Regions from separate parts of the Mus musculus genome. Here all the other regions are linked to region 2. Evidence: chromatin contacts called from public Hi-C data. All regions are on one chromosome and are shown on one strand. The core of a region is the stretch at or near the end of the contact, and the rest is flanking DNA. Distances in the headings are between cores, read along the strand shown.

Evidence for each region. A called contact is a pair of places that touch in the nucleus more often than the background predicts.
Region 1: a contact with region 2 is called in a Hi-C map of cerebral cortex, with 4 times the contacts expected there. The contact joins the enhancer-like site here to the promoter of 9530059O14Rik in region 2. A contact is called at or near these places in 5 of 484 Hi-C or Micro-C datasets (the N1E-115 cell line, cerebral cortex, cortical neurons and 1 more) and 7 of 115 datasets of contacts at active chromatin or transcription factors (SST interneurons, astrocytes, craniofacial prominence and 4 more).
Region 3: a contact with region 2 is called in a Hi-C map of cortical neurons, with 2.5 times the contacts expected there. The contact joins the enhancer-like site here to the promoter of 9530059O14Rik in region 2. A contact is called at or near these places in 8 of 484 Hi-C or Micro-C datasets (cerebral cortex, cortical neurons, embryonic stem cells and 4 more), 8 of 115 datasets of contacts at active chromatin or transcription factors (astrocytes, embryonic forebrain, embryonic stem cells and 2 more) and 1 of 9 other capture datasets (embryonic stem cells).
Region 4: a contact with region 2 is called in a Hi-C map of the N1E-115 cell line, with 5 times the contacts expected there. The contact joins the enhancer-like site here to the promoter of 9530059O14Rik in region 2. A contact is called at or near these places in 3 of 484 Hi-C or Micro-C datasets (the N1E-115 cell line, muscle stem cells and nephron progenitors) and 4 of 115 datasets of contacts at active chromatin or transcription factors (embryonic forebrain, embryonic stem cells and neural progenitor cells).

The regions. Positions count from the first base shown.
Region 1 is chr9:122,453,100-122,458,648 of GRCm38.p6, forward strand. No RefSeq gene overlaps it. Among named protein-coding and RNA genes, the nearest start is that of Gm35454, 18 kb to the left of the region's middle. Within about 2 kb of position 2,487, at least 22 of the 459 cell types and tissues checked have an H3K27ac peak or open chromatin away from gene starts, as enhancers often do. A contact at or near this core is called in the N1E-115 cell line, cerebral cortex and cortical neurons, where this site is marked.
Region 2 is chr9:122,569,053-122,574,837 of GRCm38.p6, forward strand. It overlaps 9530059O14Rik (RIKEN cDNA 9530059O14 gene), which reads left to right and starts at 3,449. Exons shown (of 2, transcript NR_015610.2): 1 at 3,449-3,712.
Region 3 is chr9:122,471,993-122,478,157 of GRCm38.p6, forward strand. No RefSeq gene overlaps it. Among named protein-coding and RNA genes, the nearest start is that of Gm35454, 37 kb to the left of the region's middle. Within about 2 kb of position 4,474, at least 3 of the 459 cell types and tissues checked have an H3K27ac peak or open chromatin away from gene starts, as enhancers often do. A contact at or near this core is called in cortical neurons, where this site is marked.
Region 4 is chr9:122,498,031-122,503,631 of GRCm38.p6, forward strand. No RefSeq gene overlaps it. Among named protein-coding and RNA genes, the nearest start is that of Gm35454, 63 kb to the left of the region's middle. Within about 2 kb of position 3,956, at least 14 of the 459 cell types and tissues checked have an H3K27ac peak or open chromatin away from gene starts, as enhancers often do. A contact at or near this core is called in the N1E-115 cell line, where this site is marked.

The sequences.
Region 1 (5,549 bases), core at 1,237-3,736, 120 kb before region 2:
TTATCTTCAATATAGCTTATTGAGAAGTATTCTCAGCAAGCTGTACCACCTACCTGCGGGTCCGTTTCCTCCTTGGTTAAATGGAAATAATGATTGACAGCTTTACCTTAGGCTTGAGTATAACAGCACTGCAGTGGGTTTCAAAAACCAACATCGCAGGGCCAGAGGGATGGCTCAATGATTAAGAGCACCAACTGCCCTTCTAGAAGTTCAATTCCCAGCACCCACAAGGCAGTTAACAAACATCTGTAACTTCAGTCTCAGAGGATCCAGTGCCCTCTTCTGGCCTCTGTGGGCACCAGGCACACACATGGTGCACAGACACATATGCAAGCAAAACACTCATACACATGAAATTAAATCTCCAATAAAGTTTTAAAGTCAGGCTAGTGCTGGGATGTAGCTCATTGGTAACTCAGTTGTAGAGAAGTTGTTTTGCAGGAGAGAAACCTGTGTTATAGCCCCAGCAGATGAATAGATAAAGAAATGAACATGTGTGTGTGTGGGTGTGTGTGTGTACCCCTTTAAAACAGAAAGGTGGGGCTGGAAAGGCAGCTCAGAAGGTAAAGGCATCTACTGCCAAACCCTATGGCTTAAAATCTCTGGGATTCACATGGTGGAAAGAGAGAATTCACTCCTGCAAGTCGTCCTCTGACTGCCATACACACTCCATGGTACATGCACACACACCCGTGCATATTATAAGTGAATATAATTTTTAAAACTTTAAAATCCCCAGGTGTCATGTGGGCATGTACCATGTTTCAACACATCTTGTTTCAACACAGACCTGCTGAGAATCATACTCACAGTGAGAACCCCACTGGGTTTCGACAAGAACCCTTGCAGACAGCCTTACCTCTCCATAATGCTTCTAACGTTTTTCTTTTTTCATTTTTTTTTTCAGGATAGAGTCTCTCTATGTAGTGCTGACTGTCTTGGAACTCGCTATGTAAAACAGGCAGAAACCTGCCTACCTCTGCTTCCTAAGGGCTAGGCTCAAAGGTGTGTGCCACTCCACCTGGCCTCCTCCACTATCTCAGACACTGTGTCCTTATACACTGCCTGCTTGCATGTCAGCCCAGAGAGGCCATTCCCAGCCTGCCTCCCACCAGAACTCATAGGTCATGTGATAATGATTCCAAGCATGTCTCACAGACTTTGTTAACCATGGGGGTACATGACTCACAGGGAGAGCGAGCTATATGGGTCTGATGGTTGATGGTCATAGTCGACCTGAATGGATGGAGAGTTGCTTAGGAGACGTGATCCAAGGCATGTCCGTGAAGCTGTTTCTGGAGGTTTAACGGAGGAGAGAACACTCAGCTCAGTAGAGGGGACTCCATCCCATGATCTTGAGTCTTAGACTGAATAAAAAGGAAGCTACAGACGGGATTGCTCATCCTTGTCTGCTTCCCTAATGCAGATGTGACCAGCTGTGACACACTGCTGCCCTGCTCAACCCCTGCCATGGTGACCATGCAGCTGCCCCAGTGACACACCACTGCTGTGCCTCCTGTGCCATGGTGACCACACCTTCAGACTGTGAGCCACAAGAAACCTCTCCTTCCTTAAGTTGCTCTCCTCACGCATTCTGTCCCAGGAATAAGAACAAATAATTCAGCCCCACTGGGGAGGACCTCTGAGACAAGTCTCCAAGAGAAAATAACAAAAGACTGAAGTGATGTGTCCTTGACACATCAAGTCAGAGCAGGATCCTGAGTGTGGCCCGATTTACTCACTCTGTCTATCCTGACCATCATCAGAATGACACAGGTTAGTGATTCTTGTCTTTGAAGCCAAATCTAAAGAGGGTGACATGTCCCTGTTCCGTCCACTCCTTCTAGAACAGTGGTTCTCAACTTGTGGGTCAATCCCCTCTGCAGGTTGAGCATCCCTTTCACGGGTGTCACCTGAGACCATCAGAAAACACAGAGATTTACACTGTAATTCATAGCAGCAGCAAAATTACAGTCATGAATGAGCAATGGAAATGATTTCATGGTTGGAGGTCACCACAGCATGAGGAACTGTAGTCAAGGCTCACGGCATCAGGAAGGTTGAGACCTGCTGCTCTAGGATCTCCTTCTCATTTGTAAATGCCCAGATCTCCTTCACCAAGCAGCCACCAGAACTGGATCACCCACGCAGGAGTCCTGGGAGCTGAGCAGGTCTCACTGAGTGGACACTATTTCAGGCAACACAGAATCGGTACCTTAGTTACCGTTCTCAGTCCTGTGACTAAGCAACTCATGGAGGAATGAGTTGCTTTGCCACACGGCTTGAGGACACATTCTGTGGAGGAGGGAAGGGTGCGGCTGTAGGGTCTCTGACTGCAAGAGTGCAGGCAAGCTGCTTGCTCACATCTGAGGAGTCTGACTGGGAAACAGAGGGAGGGCTACCCACAGTCTGCAGGCGTTCTCTTTTCCTCGCTTGATTCACTTCAGGACTGAAGCTCATGGGGTGATGTCATCCATCATCCATAGGGTAGGTCTTCCCTCCTCAGATAATCATCTCTGAAAACGCCTGCACTTATACTCCCAGCAGTGTGTCTCCTGGGTGATTCAACATGTGATCAAGTTAGCAATGAAGATGAACCGTGACATGCAGTAAGCAGCAGAGAGAGCCTGGCTTGGGCATCAAAACCCCTGAATGAAGTATGCACCTCTGCTCTCTACAGAGGCTGCCCTTCCACTCTGGGTGACCCTCAGGCCTGTCCACACGCCCATCAGTACATCTTCTATTCTCAAGCCTTCACTCAGAGGGTTGCCAGTAAGGAGACATTTGAGGAAACGTGACCCAGGAGCTCTAGGGACCCACATTAAGTCAGTGCCTGTGTGTCATGTTCAGGCTCCACAAACTTCAGGAACCTGGCACTCTGTCTCACTGTGATGAGTCAACAGCCACCTTGTGCTTCCAGGAACCAAGGAGGCGGAGAGAATGCTGAGTTCCTTGTGGCTCTCCTGGGGCCAGTTTTTGCCTTGTCACTTTGCTTTGTGCCATGTACTGTATCAAACCACCACGCATCCACGCCCCCTGTGGTCTCATGGGAAAGTGTTCGGCTTTGGGGCACTGTCAAGATCAAAAAAGCAAACCAAGTTTCCCCAAATCTCATTTTCCTTGAAAGTTCAAATGTTAACATCAGTAACAAATATTGTCAGTCATTTTTCCCCAAAGCAACACACCTTTTTCATGACTCTGTAGGAAATGTCTGCCTGTAACCCCAGCACACAGAGGGCTGAAGTGGGATAGCATGAGGCTGTGTACGCTCTAGGCTGTAGAACAAGACTGTTTTTGTTTGTTTGTTTGTTTGTTTTTTAAAAAGCCAAGTGTTATGTTCCTGGCACCAAGACTTACAACCACTGCCACAGAGCACACAAGCATCTCCAGACTGGAGAAAGTAAGTTATTGCATAATTCCTTACCTCAGAGAAACATCTCATTCATCATGAAACTTCCCTCGAAGCTGATGAGAGGAACTTCTCAGTGAGGGTTCTATCAAGCTCCCCAAATCTTTCCTACAAAAGACAGTGTGTGTGTACACACACGTGTGCATGTGTGTATGTGCATGTATGTGTGGGTATGTAAGTGTGTGTGTGTGCATGTATGTGTATGTTGTGTGTGGGTATGTAAATGTATGCATTGTGTGTATGTGTGTGGGATATGTGTGTATATATGTATGTTGTATGCGTGTGTGTAAATGTTTGTATGGGTGAATGTGAGTGCATGTGTGTTTGTGTGTATGGTGTGTGTATGTGTGTGCACATGTATCCATATGTGTGCATATGGGTATGTAAATGTGTGCATGAGTGTATGTATGTGTGCATGTATATATGGAGGGGGTGCATATGTATGTGGGTATATATGTATGTATGCTGTATGTGTATTATGTAAATGTGTATATACATATGGATGTGTATATATGGGGTATATGTATGTATGTGTGTGAATGTACATATGTGTATGTTTACATATGTATATGTTGTATGTATGCGTCTGCTGTTTGTGTGCATGTGGAGGCTGAAGATCCACCTCGTGTATCATTCCTAGGCACTGTCTACTTTGTCTTTTGAGACAGGGACCCTCACTAGTCTCCATCTTGCCAAGGAGACTAAAGTGTCTGGCCAGTAAGCTTCAGGGATCTTGCTATCTCTACCTCCACAGCACTGAATATATCCACCACACCCAGTTGTTTTACAGGGGTTCTGTGGCTCACAGTCAAGGCCTGTCCTCAAACAGCAAGCACTGTACCTCCTGAGCCATCTCCCAGTCCTGAGAATAGCATTAACAATGCATTCCTAACATAGACAAGAAGATGCGATCTTAAAGAGATATTCCTTGGGTTTATTAAAACATTATTTCTTACACGCATTCGCGCGACCGGCCAGGAAGAACACAGCAAACTGGAACCTTCTGCGGCAAAACTTTATTGCTTACATCTTCAGGAGCAAGAGAGCAAGAGCGCAAGAGCTTTATTGCTTACATCTTCAGGAGCAAGAAGCAAGAGCGCAAGAGCTTTATTGCTTACATCTTCAGGAGCAAGAAGCAAGAGAGAGCATGGCGAAACCCCGTCCCTTTTAAGGAGAATTATTCTCCGCCTAGGACGTATTACTCCCTGATTGGCTGCAGCCCATCGGCCGAGTTGTCGTCACGGGGAAGGCAGAGCACATGTAGTGGAAAACTACCCTTGGCACATGCGCAGATTATTTGTTTACCACTTAGAACACAGGATGTCAGCGCCATCTTGTAACGGCGAATGTGAGGGCGGCTTCCTACAATTATTCTCACTGTTCTGAGGCATGACAGGCTCAGACATGTCACCAGCACAGGAGCCATTTGGTTTGGAAGCAGGGGAGTGTCCACAGTTGTGTCAAGAGCTCAGCATTTGTTACAAAATGAACACGCCATGATTGTCCACTCCATCTGCAGACTCCTCCTACTTAGCCTGAGAAGTTGCTTGGCTGTCCCTTCCTCCGCCCACTCTCTCCCACTTTTTATTGTTTTCCCCATGGGAATGGCCGGCCACTGAGGGAAGCACCACCTTCTACACTGCCCTGCCCTCGACCATGGCTGATTGGCAATCACCACACATCTCTGAGTTTAGAACACAAGATACAGAGAGTCAAATTAACTTCATTTCAGTCAGCTAAAGGGACAGCTCATAAATCTATAGTGACTGTACTGACATTATTTTCTGTCACACCTACACACAAAGAAGTAAATGATGTCAGTTTGTACCAAAGATGAGAATGAAGGTGATTCAGGGAGAGACGCCAAGATGAAAAGGGTGGTGCTGTGTGCATCCTACACCTGAGAGCCTGCTTCCCACCACGTACTCAGATTCCTATCTTTCCAGGGCGTGGCTGCTCTGTTCTTCCTTGTGCACATTTCCTGCTCCTCACACCTCAGACCCCTTACAGACTTTTTGTTTGTGTGCTTAAGTCAACCTGCCAGAACCCAATTTCTTGTTTAGCAGCCACAGCATGACACATCAGGAGACAGTAATTTCCTGTGCTAAACAGAAAACAGAGGACTCCACATTTGGAGATG
Region 2 (5,785 bases), core at 2,199-4,698:
GTGGGGCGTTGCGGAGATCCCGCCGGCGCCAGCCGAGGAGCAGCGGCTGGCTGAGGGCGCGCTCACCCAGGCACGTGGGTGTGGAGCCACCGGCGCCGCCCGGCCTGCGCTCTGCAGCACCGCAGCGCGGGTGCAGGCGCGGGAGCAACCGCGCTGGGGAGGGCTGGGACGCGCCACATCCTGGCCCGACGCCTGGAGGCGCTCTCCACGCGCGTCCTTTCCCCGCTGCCCGGGCCTCCTTGAATCTCCCGAGTGGGAAACCGGAAAGCTGGAGGCTTTGTCCAAGGGTGGTTGGGGACACTGGAGCTTCCAAACCTTTCGCCCACACCCCTGACTAGGGATGACGGGGCAGAGACATATGGACATTGACCTGCCTACGGAGCACATTAGGGGTTTGCGGGGACTCTACCCACAACTGAGCCCGGGACCTTGGAGGAGTAGTCAGGTTCCACGTTGGTGGACCCCGAGCCGGGGCAGCAGCGGATCGCCGTCGTGGGTTCCCCGCAACGGCTGCGCCCAGCCCTGGGCAGCCACGCGCGCCTAGTGGGGGTGCAGCAGAGTGCGCTGGGGACGAAGATGGTGGGCGGGCGTGAGGTGAACAGCCAACAGGGGTGGGGGTGGGGTGGAACGGCAGAAAGCATGAGAAGGTAGCGGTCCCACTGTTGCAGCAACCCTGCGGTAGGCGGGAACGAGACGACAGGATCAATGTGGTGCCTGCCAGGCGCACAGCGGACCGGACAGGCAGGCCTTGGTCCGCTCTAGTAATGAGCAGAGGGGAGACTGCCGACTCAGAATCTTACTGGTGCTGGCCAGTGTGCAGGGATTTAGCCACAGGAACTTGGAGGAAGGAAAGAGAGGGGGACCGTGCCTGGCCTATAGAAGGGGATGATGACGCTTAGCGCAGCTCTTGAGGACATGCCTGCAGACAGGGAGCCTCCGAAATCCTTTTCACCCTGGGACCCCAAACCTGCCATTTGTCCCATTCCACCACGCCCTCTTCGTAGCTTCCCAAGATTGACCCGTCGATACTTCCAGATCCCTTTTAGATTGAAAATCAGGTCAGATTCTGCACTTTATCAACATGCCCCACCCCTGTCGCCATTAAGCAGCTTCTCACAACCCTGAGGTGTGGTCACTCCGAAGGCACAGTTCCACAGACCTCTGACCGCGCCGCAGGAGGACGCTGAAAGCAAATGCTCTGCAGCGACTTGTCCTGTTCAATATCATCCCCATTCATCCCGGCTGTTGTGTGTTTTCTCAACAGGGCGTGACCCTGTAGACAAGCAGGGCTCGAAGTCAGGGACCTACCCCAATTCAGACACTGTCGCGAACACTCCCTACACTACAAGGCGTGTCAGTCTCTGCATCAGCCACTCTGGGCTGCCTCTCTCAATGGTACTCAAGGGTCGGACACGTGAAAGTCCAGGATCTGATACCACACATCTCCAGCTGTGCCGGACCCAACGTGTGTGTGTGTGTGTGTGTGTGTGTGTGTGTGTGTGTGTGTTGCATTTAACTCCACCATCATTCCCAGATATGCAACATAAAGCATTGAAGGGAGAGGGAGGCAAAAACAAAAAAATTAGGATCTACAGTTTCAAGTTCAAAATCACAACCTTGAGACTCTGAAGGAGTATTCACCTCCTTCCTGTCTAGGCTACCGGATATCATATCTTTGAATACACGCCAGACCCTCAGGAATTATCTCTTCGGGCGATGCCACAAGTGAGCAGTATTCTCTCAACTTCCCAGATCCTTGCTAAAAAGGTGTGTGTGTGTGTGTGTGTGTGTGTGTGTGTGTGTGTGTGTGTGTGTAGTGGATTATTTTCCCCCTTTTATATATAGTGTAGTTTTGAGAAGGGCAGCGAGGCATCTGCTTGGAAAATAATATACTTCTTAATTTGACAGGCCCCTCTCTCCCATGGTAGCTTTTCGGAGTCCTCCAAAGTTCTGTCTAGCGTTGGTGCCCGAAGCTTTGCATGCAGTTAAGCTTCCTACTAAGCAAACCTGCTGGACATTTGTCCTGTGCCCAGGGAAGCACACAAGTGTCATGAAGGGGTTGGGGAAAGACCCTCTGGGTTAAGGGAGGCGTTGCTTCGCGGGTAGAGGTTGAGAGGGAAGTTGGAGTGCAATGGGACCATTAAGTCCCACCTTCTTCCCCCATCTGTGCTTTGGACTATGCGGTTTCTGCCTTGGCCAAAAACCGCATCCACGTCCAAATACAGTACAAAACTCTCTTGGACAGAAGTTAGAAAGAAGCCAGTGTAGAGAGAGACAGTTTGCTTCTAATAATCTCATAAGAATGCCCACAGTATGGCCCAAGTGGCGAGCAGATTCACGGTCCCCATGTGCTGCTGGGGTTGTCGCAGACGCGTCCACGGGCGTCGCAGCGGACGTGACACCGCATTTTCTCTGAATTCCTGCCATCTAGGATGGTGCAACCAAGGGAGGGGGTCATGGGGAAGCAGAGTGCAAGGCTGCAGAATCCGTTCTCTGCAGAGAACTGGAGCGAGCATGGAACAGCGCAACTCCGAGGGCGTTCACATTCGAGAGAAAAGCAACGCCCGGTCGTGGGTGGTTAATTGCCGGCTTCCCACAACCATGAGGCACGTCCCTGGCGGCGTCACTACCTTATGTTTTAATTTGACCTTTATTGGATCTTTGCTCCCCTGGGCTGAGGACTGGACTTGCACTCAGAAGACCACTGCCCTCTCTGGGGAGGGTGGGCCTTCTACTGCGGTTCCCTTCTCCTGAGGGAGCCTGTTCGAGTTCAGAACCTTGTAGACCTTGGAGTTATCAGGCATTCCCGGGCGTGGTCTAGTCGTGGGTTGCGGGGTTTTCTAGCCTTGGAACTGGGCGGTGTCTGCAATGCATCGCATCGCCTTAAGCTGTTCTCGGGTACTCACTCTCGCCGGTGCGCAGAAAGAGACAGAGAGGGGAGGGGTCACGCTTGACTATGAAGTGCCGGTGGGGTCTATTCAGAGTGTCAGTGTGTGTGTGTGGGGGGGGGGGGGGCTGCAGCAGAGGAGGGAGGGTTCTACTGCCAAGGGCAGGGCGGAGGACTGTGAAGGCCGGTTGGTAGTGTGAATGCCTTCCCAGGTTCAGCTGCGGTGATCACCCGGCACTGCAGCTAAAGGAGCTGGTTGCACCTTGCGTGCTCCCCCGCCTTCCCTGTGTTCCCCGGCTTTTCCGGGAGGAAAGATGGGGTGCCCATAGCGGGTGGGGCGCGCCGGCTGCCCAGTCGGGCGGTCACGTGTCCCCCTCCCCCTCCTACTGCAGCGGGAGTTCCAATCAGAGCGCGCCAGGGGGCTCCTCCCGGGCAGGAACCACCGGGCTCCGCGGCGCGGGGTGGGCCGCCATCACCTGACCGCCCGCCCCCGCCCCCCGCGAGTAAGGGGCGGTGGTAGCGTCTGCTCGGTTACAAATGGCCCCTCCCGCCCCGCTCGCCCGCTCGCTCGAGCTCGGCGCGGACCCGCCCGGGAGCGCTCCTCGCAGCAGCTGCCCGGGTTCCCACCGCCCTACCGGGCGCGAGCGATCAGACTACCTCGGAGGGCGCGCTCAGACACCCAGATGTCCGGCCACCTCAGTGGGTACCCTCGGCACCCTGTGATCCGACCACCCGCGGAGGCGCGCTAGCCCTCTGGGTGGGCGTGCTGGGCTTCTCTGCGGCGGAAGTCTGGACCACAGATTGTGACTTCTTTTCTAGCAGTAGGTGAGTGCCCAGCGGGAGCGCAGGCATGGGATGCCCTCCTACTGTGTGGGAACCCCGGGATCCTCTAGGGCACAGGAGGTTTGGTGTAATGACTAAGTCAAGCTTGCAGAACAAGTCCGAAGTCACTCGCCTTCTGGGCCTCTTTTTCGAGTTTCCCCAGTCCCTGGTTTGGGAAAGCGCTTTGATTTGAGGAATTCTTGTCTTGAGATACTTGACAAAGGTTGAAAAGACACTCAGATAGGAGCCGGGAGCTCTAGCTAGCTGGCGCAGGCTGGGTACACCCGGCGTGTTTGAATGTGGGGGGCGGGGGCCCTTTTGAGAATCAGCCCTGGGTAGGGCTAGGGCGAAGCCTCTGCGTTGGTCCCGTCACTCTGTCCCCAAAAGCCACTTGAAATGCCAAGGAGAGAAGAAACAGTGGCTGTAGATGTTGCTAACCAGCTAACCCCCTCCGTTTCTGATCTACCCCTGTGCTGCAGGTTATTCTGCCAAGGATGTGTGAGACTTGGAAGCGCCTAGGATACACCATTTTTACTTTATGACTTTTTGGCAGAAAATATGCGTTAAAGTGTTGAATTACGAGGGAAGATGGAGAAAATAACTTAATTCGCGTTTTTGTAAAGTTTTTGTTTTAAATGCAAGGCAGTAGAGATGTAGGTATTTGAGTCATATTTTGCGACTATACTTTTGGCTTTATGGTCCATATGTTCCTTATAACCTTTCAAACAAAACCCTAGGGAAAAAAATAGAAATAAATAAAAACCAAGGTGTGTGTGTGTGTGAGAGAGAGAGAGAGAGAGAGAGAGAGAGAGAGAGAACACAGGACTTCTGGGGAACAGAAGACAACCTCCTTTGATGAGTACAGTGATGGCCAATTTAATTTGTCATGTGCCACTGAAGGGGATGTCAAGCTGATAACATGCAGACTGGAGAGAAAATGAAGTAGGAGTTGCCCCTAGAGGAAGAAATAAGCCCTGATCCAATTACGCTGGGGAGAGAGCTGAAGGCTAGCCCTTCTGCACTGGAGCTGAGTCTTCTCAGTGGAGGTGGAAGGGTGCAGTTTGGGATACAAGCTCTGAATTCAGACACCCAGCAGCATAAAGGTGTGTGTGTGTGTGTGTGTGTGTGTGTGTGTGTGTGTGAGAGAGAGAGAGAGAGAGAGAGAGAGAGAGAGAGAGAGAGAATGGGTGTGTCCAAAGACAGCTCTTACCCATTTACTCTAGCTGCACTTGCTGAAGGGTTGAGAGGTGTGCTGACTCATAAGGCTGCCAGCAGAGCTTAGCACAGTTAGATTTCACTTCTAGACCTTAACCACATTATATATATATATATATATATATATATATATATATATATATATTATAAATATATATAATATATATATATATATATTCATTCTTATCAGTCTCCTCCCTAGGAGATTTTCCTTGGGCTTTTAGATTCACCCCCTTCATTTTGATAACCACCATCTGCACTGGTGCACACATCTCATTTGGCCTGACACAAAGGTTTTCATCTCCCTTGTAACATTAGAAACAGTGACAGTCTTAACCACCCCATTATGTTCAAGGTATTTGTGGAGAATATTGGAAAACCAGAATGTGAACAATTCAGTTTTCTGAACAGCAGAGAATCTCTTTGCCATTACACTGCAAGACCAGGGAGCCCCACCCTTCTTCTGAGTGTCTGCATGACACCAGGGAAGGAACCCTGCAATTGCAGCAGTGCAGGGCGAGGCAGCATCGGGCTCTGTGATGCCTGTGCTCATGTGCACTAATGTTGGAGAGGGGCTTCGACTCCTGTGCAGCCTTCAAAACCTAATATTACTCCACTTCACCTGTCAGCTTCGCAAACCAGTATTTGTAATAACTCTGAGAGGCTGATTTTGTTGGAGAAGACAGAGTGAGAACTGCTTCTAAACTTTAAGGTCGGGGAGGCTGAAAGACACGTCGAGAACAAACATCAAAGGCGTTGGATCTCCTGATAAGATTTCTTAATAAAAATAAGGGTTTGGGTTTTTAGTGTCTTTTTGTTTGTTTGTTTTTTAATGAGGTTTTCAGGTAATATACAGAATAA
Region 3 (6,165 bases), core at 3,224-5,723, 96 kb before region 2:
TTTATTTATTTTATATTATATGTATGTGTGTTCTGACTGCATGTATGTGCTCCACATGCATGTCTGGTGCCAAGGAGGCCAAAAGAAGGGATCAAATACCCCGGAACTGTTGTAGAATATTTTAATCCCAATTCAAGGTTTCTACCCCGCCTTTAACCATTTAGTTCCCAGATAGAAGATACATAGGACTTTGCATTTACAATAATCTTTAGTCAGCACAAGAGCAGGGCAGATATATACAGTCTATGCTATTAGAATCTACTTTCCCATCCATAACCCCGAGTTATTACTTACCATGTTTCGTCTGGGCTGCTCTTAACTCCAATAGGCCAGCCCTAAGGGCTCTGTTTTTATGACTCACCTAATCCATGGTGGTTTCTCTCTCCCCCTTTTGGGTGGTGTGAGTCGTCATGAGGGTGCTGTAAATCGAACCTGGATCCTTAATGGCAAAGTTCTTTCTCTAGACCTATGACTATTCTTTTAACACTCACAGCATTTAACATAATTTCGGTTACATGGTTAAAATATTTCTGAATAAAATATTAACATTCATTTGCCGAATTGCTGCCCATGAAGAATTCATGCACTCCTGTTTTCAGGACTTCGTACCAAGCACACGGAAGTCTGTGGTTCGTGGAACCATCATTCCTAAAAATTCCATCTGATTAAAATTTAAGATGGGCTGAAATGTATTCTCAAGAAGCACAGAATTAGATTCACTGTGCACACAAGTCTCAATGTGTTTAAAACAAGTCACACAGGGAACAGTCTTTAAATCAGTCTGATGGGGTCTCACAGGAGGAGAGAGGAGGGGATGAGGAGAGAGTGGTGTTGGTGGCGGAAGTGCAAACCAAGTCAAGACTTACTGCTCATTTCCATAGACAGGCTCCCTGGGGGATCTGGAAAGAAGGTTTCAGAAAAAAAAACCAAGGCTGTGTGTATCACATATTACTTCATAGAGTCTTTAGAGCAAAACTTTTATCCGTTCAGAGGGACCTGGTGTGAACCCGGCCCCAGCCCATTCACAAAGTTCTCCCATGTGTTCTGAGCTGCTTAAAAGGCTTTTAAGCTTTGTCTTTGTCTAGGAGTCACAGGTACTGTGTGGGTTGTTTTTTTTAATGCCCCTTTCTTTGTACATTTTTAAAGTCATTGCTTGAATTGTGCTTCTTTAGAGGACATGGGGTGGGGGTGGGGGATGTGTAGTGGGCGGTGGCCAGGCTAGGGCAGTTGATTTTCCCTCTTCTTTGGATACTAGTTACTAATGCAGCATGACTACAGAGATCTATACGGTTGTGTGGCATCTCCACAGCTGTATACATTGAGGATTGATCAAATTGGGACACAAACGAACCCCTCTCCCTGTGTTACTCTGTGTTTACAGCCTTTGAACACCTGTCTTTTATTTGTTGCAAGACATACAACAGGTTATTGTGAAAATCACCACCTCCCTGTGCTGTAGAAATGTAAAGCTCACCCCTTCTGACTCAAAACCTCTTTTCTATTGAAGACAGCGACCTTAGATCCTCTCTGAAACCCCAATCAATTCCCCAGTCTCCCTGGCCCCAGCCACCATTCCCATTCCACTCTCTGGGCAGTCATTTGTACAGTTAGCCCCCGAGTCCTCTGTGCATGCCTTGAAGGAAGGCAGCTTCCTACAACTGCTCCCCCTACCCTCATGTCCCACATCCCCTGTCCTTTCTTCTTATTTTGATAGCTCCCTGCTCCTCTGATATGTGTGTGTGTGTGTGTGTGTGTGTGTATTAAACATTTCAACTTAACTGTCTGCCATGGTTAGGTTATTCAATTTAATAACATCATGCCTATAATTTCTCCCCCAAAAGATTATTATTCTCTGCCAGAGCATGCTGGTTTCCCTAGACTATTTTTCCTCCCACCACCTGGCCTAGTCTCTAGCTCTAAGGTCAGAGTCCCTGGCTTTCCTGGCTTCTTTTGCTTTCTGGCTTTGGCAGAAGCCACACCTTTGGGAAACACTGAGTGATATGGGAAAGGCAGGAAGAGGGACTCTCTTGGGGCACCACAGCTGGCTTTCTGTGTCTTCCTCTCACACTTGCCATGCCTTTGTTCCATGGCCCAATCTTCACCACGGGCTCCTCTTTTCCTGGCTTCAAGTCTGTACTCTGACCACACCTCTCTGGCTCTTCTGTGAAGTGACACCTGCTGTTGATAATTTCCAGATTCCTTCGTCATCCCAGGCGTCTTGGAAGTAACCTGTTCCCTGTGTTTGATTTTTTTGCTCTACATAGAGTATTTATCTTTCTGGCTGAGCCCTTTTCCCACAGAGAATGTATCTCAAACTGTAGACTATTGGGTTTGGGATGCAGCTCAGAAGTGGACCATGCCTAGTGTGAGGCCGTGGGTTCAATCCCAAGCATTGCCAAAAAAAGAAGAAGAAAAAGAAAAAGAGAAAACCGTAGGTTGTTGTTGTGATGGTTAGATATTGTCAGCTTGACAGATTCTAGAGTCACTTGGGAGATGGGGCTCTGGCTTTATCTGGGAGGGGGATTTTCTTGGTTACTTGGTATGGGACCATTCTCCAGGCTGGGGATCCTGAACTATATAAACATATGGACGTAGGAGTTGGGCACTCGCCTTAGTTCATTCCTTTTTGCTTCCTGATTGTGGATGTGATGTGACAGCTCCTTCAGGATCCCGCTGCCTTGACTTCCGGCATGATGGATGCACCCTTGAGCTGTGGCTGGAGTAACCCATGTCCACTTGGAACTGCTTTTGTCAGTATTTTGTCACAGCAACAGAAGAAGACACTGATGTGTGTCACTTACACTAATACCTGAACACTAGCCCCTCAGTGCACCCCATGGGAACAATATAGAGCTTCTCCCCACTACAGAACCTCTAACCCCGTGCTATGCTTGGCTGCTGGAGCTGCCCAAATAATATCTGTAGAATGAACATATGAAGGGGAATTAAGGAGCTGTGGAATCAAATTTATGGACAAGAAGGTGACCAGAAGGTATTTTCCCATGCTAGCTTGTGTTCATACATCAGCATGAGTAAACTGTGAATCAGTGCTTTATGATGCAAGAAAGAGTCTGGGTGTGGGGAGACTGCACACTAGGGTCTGAGTGTGGGAAGAGTACACACTCAGGCCTGAGTGTGGGGAGAGTGCAAACTTGGGGCTGAGTGTGGGGAGTGTGGGGAGAATGCACACTCAGGCCTGAGTGTGAGGAGAGTGCAGACTCGGGTCTGAGTGTGGGGAGAGTGCACACTGAGGTCCCAGTGTGGGGAGTGTGGGGAGAGTGCACACTTGAGGTCTGAGTGTGGGGAGAATGCACACTCAGGCCTGAGTGTGAGGAGAGTGCAGACTCCGGTCTGAGTGTGGGGAGAGTGCACACTTGGGTCTGAGTGTGGGGAGAGTGCACACTGAGGTCTGAGTGTGAGGAGACCACACTCTCAGTTCAGCTTGCCTATTTCCTTTTTCTTCTTTTCAAATTTGAGTTTAGTGGAAAGCAAACTTTCTCATTTCCCATTTCAGCACACTGAATTATTCATCCAGAATGTTCTGCTGGTATTTCCTCCCCTGTCAGATCTCTGCAGTTCCAGAAACACTCTACCCAGAGCTGCAATCAGAACAATTAGCAACCCATTACAGGACTCAACCTGCTCACACCCTTGGGTTCCCAGGCCTGAGTCCTGTGCATGGAGAGCTAGTCTGACGATAGATAGAGTCTGATTGTTCTATAGGGGTTGAGGCCTGTCTGTGTTTCTGACTCCACAGAAACCAAACTGCCTTCTCATCTTCCTCACTGGGGCCAGATAACTGGATAGCGTTGGTGCTGAGTTCAGGATTCCCCTAATATCACCCTTGGCCCATTATCTGGAGTGTCCAGTCTTGTGATGACTTGACATGACATTGTTATCTATAAATGAGCCAGGCATCGTCCATAGCTCTCCTGAGTACTTGTGGCACACTAGCTGACGTCTCTGCTTGCTGATCCTTCGACCTCAGTCTCCTTAGCTCCAGAGTAGGAAAGACAATCTTTGCCCATCTGCCCCCAGTGCCCTTGTTGACCCATGAGGCACACCTTGAGCTCTGTTCACCTCTAGGGTTCCAATGGGTCTGGCAAATGGTAGACAGTTCCTTCAGAGGTTGTTTCTTCTGGGAGCGTGATATCCATTCCACTGCCTGTTATCCGGTCCCACCCCTGGAAGGAAGGCTCCATTCCATATCCCTGCTCTCGTGTCTCCTTCACATCCAACCTCAAATCTGTCCCCAAGGAGGCATGTCTACTCCAGGCCTGAGCTCTCAAAGAACGAAGAGCCACATACAGTCCTTCTTCCTCTATCACAGGTCTCTCTGGGTCTTATCACCTTGGTGACCCTTTGTGTCTGACCTTGAATTTATGAATCACTCTTTGTGGTACTGGCCAGGGACTCTGCAAAGCAAGGATTCTCTCCTGTCAGCAACACCCTGTTGTTCTGACCACCAGGGGGTGCTAAGAAGAATGGAAGGCCAAGCAGAAAGCAGGTACTCCAGGGCAGTCTCTCCTCAGAGAGCCAGCTGCCCCTGCCTGGGCTCCTTTTCCCTCCCAACTGCAGCAGCTGCTTAGCAGCTGCTGGACCCACGAGCAATGTCTCCATCATCTGTTTCTCAGATGTGGCTCTTTGGCCTATGCTGTGCCAGCACCCTCTCTGCAGAAGAGGCCATGCTCCGCTCCTTCCAGATATCTGGGACCATGCTGTACCAGGTCCCTCCCTCCAAATCGTCTAGGCACTGTGACAATCTTAGTTCTTTGATTAATTCCCCCAGCCCTGGAAGTAGAGACAGCTTCCTACAGTGGCTGCTTCTGTTTTCCCTTAGAATCTTCTGTCTTGTTCTTACACAGTTAACTCTTTACAAGGATGATCTCAAATTCTTAGGCTCAGGCCATGCTGCTGCTGGAGCTCCGGAGCACTCGGGACCACAGGTGCCTGCCGCCAGGCCTAGCAACACTTCTTTGTATGAATTTCTTTTTGCTCAAATAATTGGCATCTTATTCTTCCTCAAGGGACCCTAACTGATCTGTAAATGGAACCCAGGAGAGAAGATAGGGCTAGTGGGCAACAGGAGAGAAGGAAGCCACAGAGCCCACAGAATGCAGAGCAGAGTGGGAGAGGAGGAGTGCTGATGGTCAATCAATGTGAGCCATGCTAAGCTGCACCCCTGCCCGAAGGTGATATCTGTCTCTCTGTCTATGCATCTACCTAACTTCTACTTGTCATCTATCAGTCATCTATATATTGTCTATTATCCACATCTCATTTATCAATCTCTATTATCTACCAGTCATCTATCAATTATCTATATATCTATATAGAGAGATATATCTACATCAATCTATTTTATCACATATCTACAGGTATCTATTAATAACTATCAATTATCTATTATTTATCAGTCCTTTACCTGTATTTATATCTTTCTACTTATCATCTATATGTACCTATTATATGCTTGATTAGCAATTTAATAGATGGATGGATGGATGGAAGGAAAGATGGATGGATATACATCTGCCCTATGATAGAGAGGCAGGCAGCCAGACAGGAATGTCAACAGCTGATTCCTCGCTGTTTAAAAAGTCAGGTAAGAGTATGCATTGAAGATATTTTGGGGTGACTGATGCTTACCTCTGCAACTTCTCTCAGACAGGCCAAGAGTCATCAGGCCACCTGGGCCCTATGGTGCTGTGTGTGGCATCTTTAGGTCATGCTCTTGGAAACAACCCCTGAAGGGTGAAGAGATGAATGCCAGCATGAGCACAGAGTGTTTGGTTCCATGGGACTCAGGGTTGAAGAACATCCCGGAAGGTTCTCTATGGAAGATTGGACTGGTGTGGCCTCTATGCATCAATGGTTGAGAGTGGTTGCCCTCAGGAACAGTGTGACCTTGGATGGTAATGACCTCAAAGCATGCTCAGCTGAATGGGTTTCTGAACAAGGACGTGGTTAAATCTGTTCCCTGAAAAACTGTATCAGACTGTGTTCCTGCCATGCAGCCTTAACTCTTGGGTCTGAGGAAACACCCTCCTCTGGCTACCCACCATAGTGCCTGTGCTATAGAGCCAAATCCCAGTCACCCGGAGCCTCCAATGCATGTTCTACAGAGTTACTTTTAAACAGTGAGCTTGTGAGACTACAAGTTTT
Region 4 (5,601 bases), core at 2,706-5,205, 71 kb before region 2:
CAGAAGGGGCAAGGACTTTGTTTTGAGAAAAGAATTGTTGCACGCTCTCTTGGCAAACATGCTATGTTCCCTTAAATGCACCCTCAAGATCCTTGAAGTCTGTCTTCTAACTGTATGCATTTAGACTTGGAGAGGTGGCCCAACAGTAAGGGCACTGGTTGCTTTTCTAGAGGGTCAATTCCTAGCACCTACTTGGTGGCTCCCAACCATCTGTAACTCCAGTTCCAGGAGATCTGATGCTCTCTTCTGGCCTCTGTGGGCACTGCATGCACATGGTGCACACACACACACACACACACACACAGAGAGAGAGAGAGAGAGAGAGAGAGAGAGAGAGAGAGATGGATGGGGTGGCACTCAGTACACATAGAATAAAAAATGAATTATTAAAAAACAAACAAAACCCCACCTGTTCCACTAGTGACACACACTACACCTTTGAGTGTGTCTATCAGGGCATTTCCAGAGCAGAGGGAACAGGAACTGGTCTGTGTGTGGGCAGCACTGTCTCGGGGACTAGGGGCCCAGACGGAATGAAAAGGGGACAGAAGATGGTCAGGAAAGCAGTCTTTTCTGTGCCCCCTGGCCAAGTAAACCCCATTGCGAGAAGGGAAGTTGTAGCTGCATGCTCTACCACCACCAACGTGGATCTGGGTCCGTCCTGCCTTCCTTTTCCTGGGTCCTTTCAGACCATGAGTGAAGGGACCTCTGCTAGGCTTGTCACAGTCTAGGAAAGGCAACCGACCATTTGTGCCACTGGAAAACCTTTAGTCCATTCCAATAGACTAAAGACACGCTCTTTTGTCTTGTTTTGTTATTCATATAGATAAAATCTTTGTCCAAGAGATCCCTTATTAGTTGCATGGTGGAGATAGAGACATCTTACTTGACATGCCCGCCATTTACCTCAGTCACCAAGGCTATGCTGCGACCAGAGAAAAGCCAAGGGGCTGGAGAAAGCAATGGAGAAAATCATTTCCAGTCACAGCTGGGCCAGGCACAGTGTTTTAAGATTTAAATCTGGAGGACTGAAAAATGTCATCCAGTGGGCAAGAGTGCTTCCTAGCTGCGTACAGAGTTCTAAGCTCGGAGTGTGTTTCTTTCAGCACTGTGAAATTCATTCCTTTAATTGTCTCTGTTCTGTGTTTCTGAAATGACTGATCTCACGCTGATCTTTGGCCTTTGGGTGTGGCCCACCTCCTTAGAGAGCTCTGAGAATCTGCTAATTATTCTGAAATATTTAAATCCACAAAAATACACTTCATGTGGCGCATCCCCTTAAAAAAATACCCTCTCTCTCAATACTTGTTTAAAAGAAGCTGTTTGGGTTTTGTCTTACATGTAGAAGTGTTTTGCCTGCATGTATTTCTGTATACCATGGGCATGCCATGCCAGCAGAGGCTAGAAGAGGTATTGGATGCCCTAGAACTGCAGTTACAGATAGTTGTGGCTTGCCATGTTGCTACAGGGGACAGAACCCATGTCCTCCACAGCAGTGATGATGGAAAGCCAAAATTCCCAAGAAAACTCCTCAGCCCAGGGACTATGTCCAGCCCAGGCTGTTCACATAGCCTCTTGATTTAAGAACGATGTAAAAAATGTTTTGATCCAAGGAGCCCTTAACTCTTGATGCCCCAGATTCTCCTTCTCCAGCCCAGCCCAGATTCAAGCACCAGGTGAAGTCTGATGAGCATTCCGTCTTAGAAACAGTAGACCAGCACTTCACAAGCTGTAAAATGGCGGCTGTCTCTCAGAGGAGAGGGGTTTGTGTGGCTGCTGAAAGGGACCAAACAGGGGGGACACCAGAAGAGTTGAGGGGACAGTAAACCACAGTGTACGTGTCCCTGAGTCACGTGCTAAGAACAAAGCTTAGCTTCACCAGGGGCTGAATGTTGACAGCCTTGTTTCCCCGTGACTGTACCCTGGATTCTTTTAGAATTTAACCCTAACATAATGGTGTTACAAGGTGGAGGCTTACAGGAACCCTTTTCCACTTCTGCCTTGTGTGACCACAGAATACTATGTATCAAGCATAAATTCTGTCAGCCCCTTGATCTTGGACTTCCCAGCCTCCAGAACTTTGAGCAGCCCCTTTCTGTTGTTTATAAGTTAACCCAATGCAAGGTGCTTCACTATAATAGCTTATACAGACTGAGACACCAGGTAACCCTGTATCAGCAGAAAAGTCTTGCCTGGCAGGTGGCAACCAAAGCTGGCTCAAAGATGTGAATTCTAAGTTCACAGTTAACTCTTTTTATATATAATTGCTATCAAAATTCATGTATTACAAAAAGGGATATAAATTTTATAACAGGGTTCTAAAAAAATAGTAAGGAGAATATTCATTTGCCAAGGCGTTGATGCTTTTAAAAAAATTGTAGATGCTGCTGCAGATTTGATGGGGAAGTGGGGGTGGTGCCCCTCTTATGTGAGGTGTGTTACCTAGACAATCAGTCAGGTTCCCCAGACAGCCCTGTCCCCAGTACACAGGGGCCACATGCACTGCGGCTTACTGTCCCCTTGATTTTTCCATGTCCCTCCTGCTTAGTTCCTTTCAGTAGTCACACAAACCCCTCTCCTCTTCGAGACCGTCACCTTGAGATTCTAGGCCAATCAATTCCTGGTCCCAAGGATGGCCTCTTTCTTGAAGGAATTCTGGCAAATCCAAAATTCACACTTCCATGAATGAAGAAGAAAAGAAGCCTGGGTTTGCAGCTAACTGTGTGTTAGTGCATTTCTCCATGATGGATAAAGAACCATTGTTTGAGCAGGCGTTACCAGAGCTGTCAGGCCAGAGCTTGGGCCTGAGTAGGCAGCTTGGACAAGCTAGGCTGAGCCTCAGCCTCAGTAGGCAATTAAAGAAGCAAGGAATGGCTAGAGGCAGAGAAGGGGGTGTATTCAGTGTGGCTGTATTGGGGAGGAGGACAAAGAGATCACTTGACGCTTCTATATTTTGAGTCCATCTTAGGAGTCCTGACATGAAATTCGTTTAAATAGGAGACAAGAGGTTTCCGGAGCTAAGCAGTCCAGGTCATCGTCTGGGTTCCAGCCTTTTCTTTCAGGGTTGTCTAACAGGTTGTCAGAACTGTGTGAAATCTGTTTCTGGGAGACAAGGACCCCCTCTGGCTGGCACCAGGCCTCAGCCTTCCCCTTCCCCTCCCCCCAACATGAGACCCCCCCTAAGAACATTCCAATTCCTTGGGGACCCATTATTTCACTAGCTTGATAGCCAAGGGAGAGAGAGGCACAATTGGTTCTCTTTAGACTCTCTTAGCTCCTTCCTGGATGGTCACACGGGGGACATCTGGGGACTGTAAAATGACCTTTCTTCCCATGTATGACCCTTACTTCCTGTGCCCCCACCTGGCTTCTCAATCTTCCCTCTGCTGCCCCCCTCCCCCGCCAGCTCACCAGGTGCCTGTCATGTATCAGAGACAAAGAAGAAGTCAAGCTAAGCAGTCAAGTCTGCATTGTCCTTATTTCAAAAATTGGGTTTAATAATTCATCTAAAAGGGAATTTTTAGCAACAAGCCTTGAATATAAAAAGGGAACAGGCCTTCTCTAAACGGGCGTCTGTTCCTGTAGTTGCTGAGTGGGGAGAAGAAAAACGTCAGTTGGGTTCACGTGTATCTCTCAAATTTGCTGAGGACATCATGGTCCCCAGACTACTAACAAAAGTGATTTTTAAAGCAACCTTTGCAGGGAAGGGAATTTAAGCCACACCCTGAAAGTCTTCTTTGTTGCTGCCGAAATCCACCTATAGGTCATTTCAACAAACAAGCATGCAGAAACATCTACAGATTGTATGTCTGTTTCCTGCCCAGACCCCCACCATCGCCAGGAATACCAAACCACTGCTGCTTTGCAAGGCAGACGGCAGCAGGTGAGGGGTCTGTGGGTCTCCACATGCACACACAAAGCTGTTTAGAATGTCACAGAAATCAGTCATTCCCCCAGCAGAGCTGCCGAAGCGTGACAGGCTGCTTTTAAATACCTGTCACTCCGACTTGCTGATACTCGAGGAGGAGGGGAAGCTTGAAGAATGAGAAGGAAGAGAATTAACAGAAACCTCTAATTGCCCAGGTTGCCCGCCATGAACAACAGTCCTGCAATGGATCTGCAGCAGGAGGCGCTTGCAACCCTGTTAGATCGGAGGTCGGGAAAGCTGCCAGGGAGCATCAAACACCTCCTCTTTCATTTGATAGACAGTGTCTGCCTCCTTGCTTGGAGATTAGCATCTCCAAGTCCCTTTCCCTCCCGTTCTGCTGTGACTTTTGCAGAGTCCCACTGAATCCCGGAGCATCTTGAACGAACTGAATTTCCTAAACGCTTCAAATATCTGCGATCATGCAAAGTCTCTTGAGATCTGGCAGGTTGCTATTTAGGCAATTTTCCCCCCTCAAAGATGTAACCTGTTTAAATTTAAGAGTCTCTTGAGCAAGGAAAGCCAGAGCTAGGAGAGGAAGTCAGTGCATACACTCTATCCAGAGGTGTGTGTGCCCCACTCAACTTTCTGGAGAATAATTTGACCGTGTTGAAGTGTGATTTTCTGGGCTGAGGATGTAGTACAGTTGGTAGTGTGCTTGCCTAACATTCATGAAGCCCTATCCCGCCAAGGCATGATGGAGTATGGCTGTAGCTCCAGCATTCAGGAGGTACAGACAGGAGGATCTGAAGTTCAAGGTCAACCTTGGCTGCTGTTCTAGCTTGCTTTCTAATGTTGTGACCAACACCATGACCAAAATCAGCTTGGGAAGCAAAGGGTTTGTCCAGTCTTACAGCTGACAGTCCATCATGCAGGGCAGTCAGGGCAGGAATTCAAAGCAGGAACCTGAAGCAGAGGACATGGCAGAATGCTGCTTACCAGCTTGCTCCCCACGGCTTCTTCAGCCTAGTTCCTTAAATAATGCAGGACCACCTGCCTGGGGTAGCTCCGCCCACAGTGGGCGGGGGGGCGGGGGCAACCTACATCTATCATCAATCAAGAAAATGCCTTGCAGACTTGCTTCTGAATTGGAAAGACAGCTAGTCATTTGACAGACAGACAAACAAAACCTAACCAAGACAGCTTCATAGTGAGTTCAGAGGCCAGCCTGGACTACATGAGACTTTTTCTCAAAAGAAAAAGAAAAGTGAAGGGGAGGGGAGGGGAAGGCAGAGCATAGCAGAGCAGAGCAGAGCAGAACAGAGCAGAGCAGAGCAGAGCAGAGCAGAGCAGAGCAGAACTGAGCAGAGCCACTCTTTGTCCTGGCAAAGCTATTGCTGCCTGTTTGTCCTTGGGGTGTATTATTGCATTCTGGTTTCAGCACTTACAAAATTGAAAGTTGGGAAGCAACTGAGAAGTGAAAATCTGAGACTAGTGATTAATCCAATCTCCGTGAATTCTAGCAATGGAGTACTGCACAGCCATTCAAACAGCTACAAATTATTAGATGACCATGGAACTGTTCATGTCATAGAGTTATAAAACACCATAGGACAATGCATTGTGATAATTTTTAGTTCCTTTAATGAATTTGAATTTATTAAGTGCATGCATTTAGGAAGGTCGATGGAGCATTTTTGGGCCATATTTGGAGGAAGCTGTGATTAGGTGGCCTC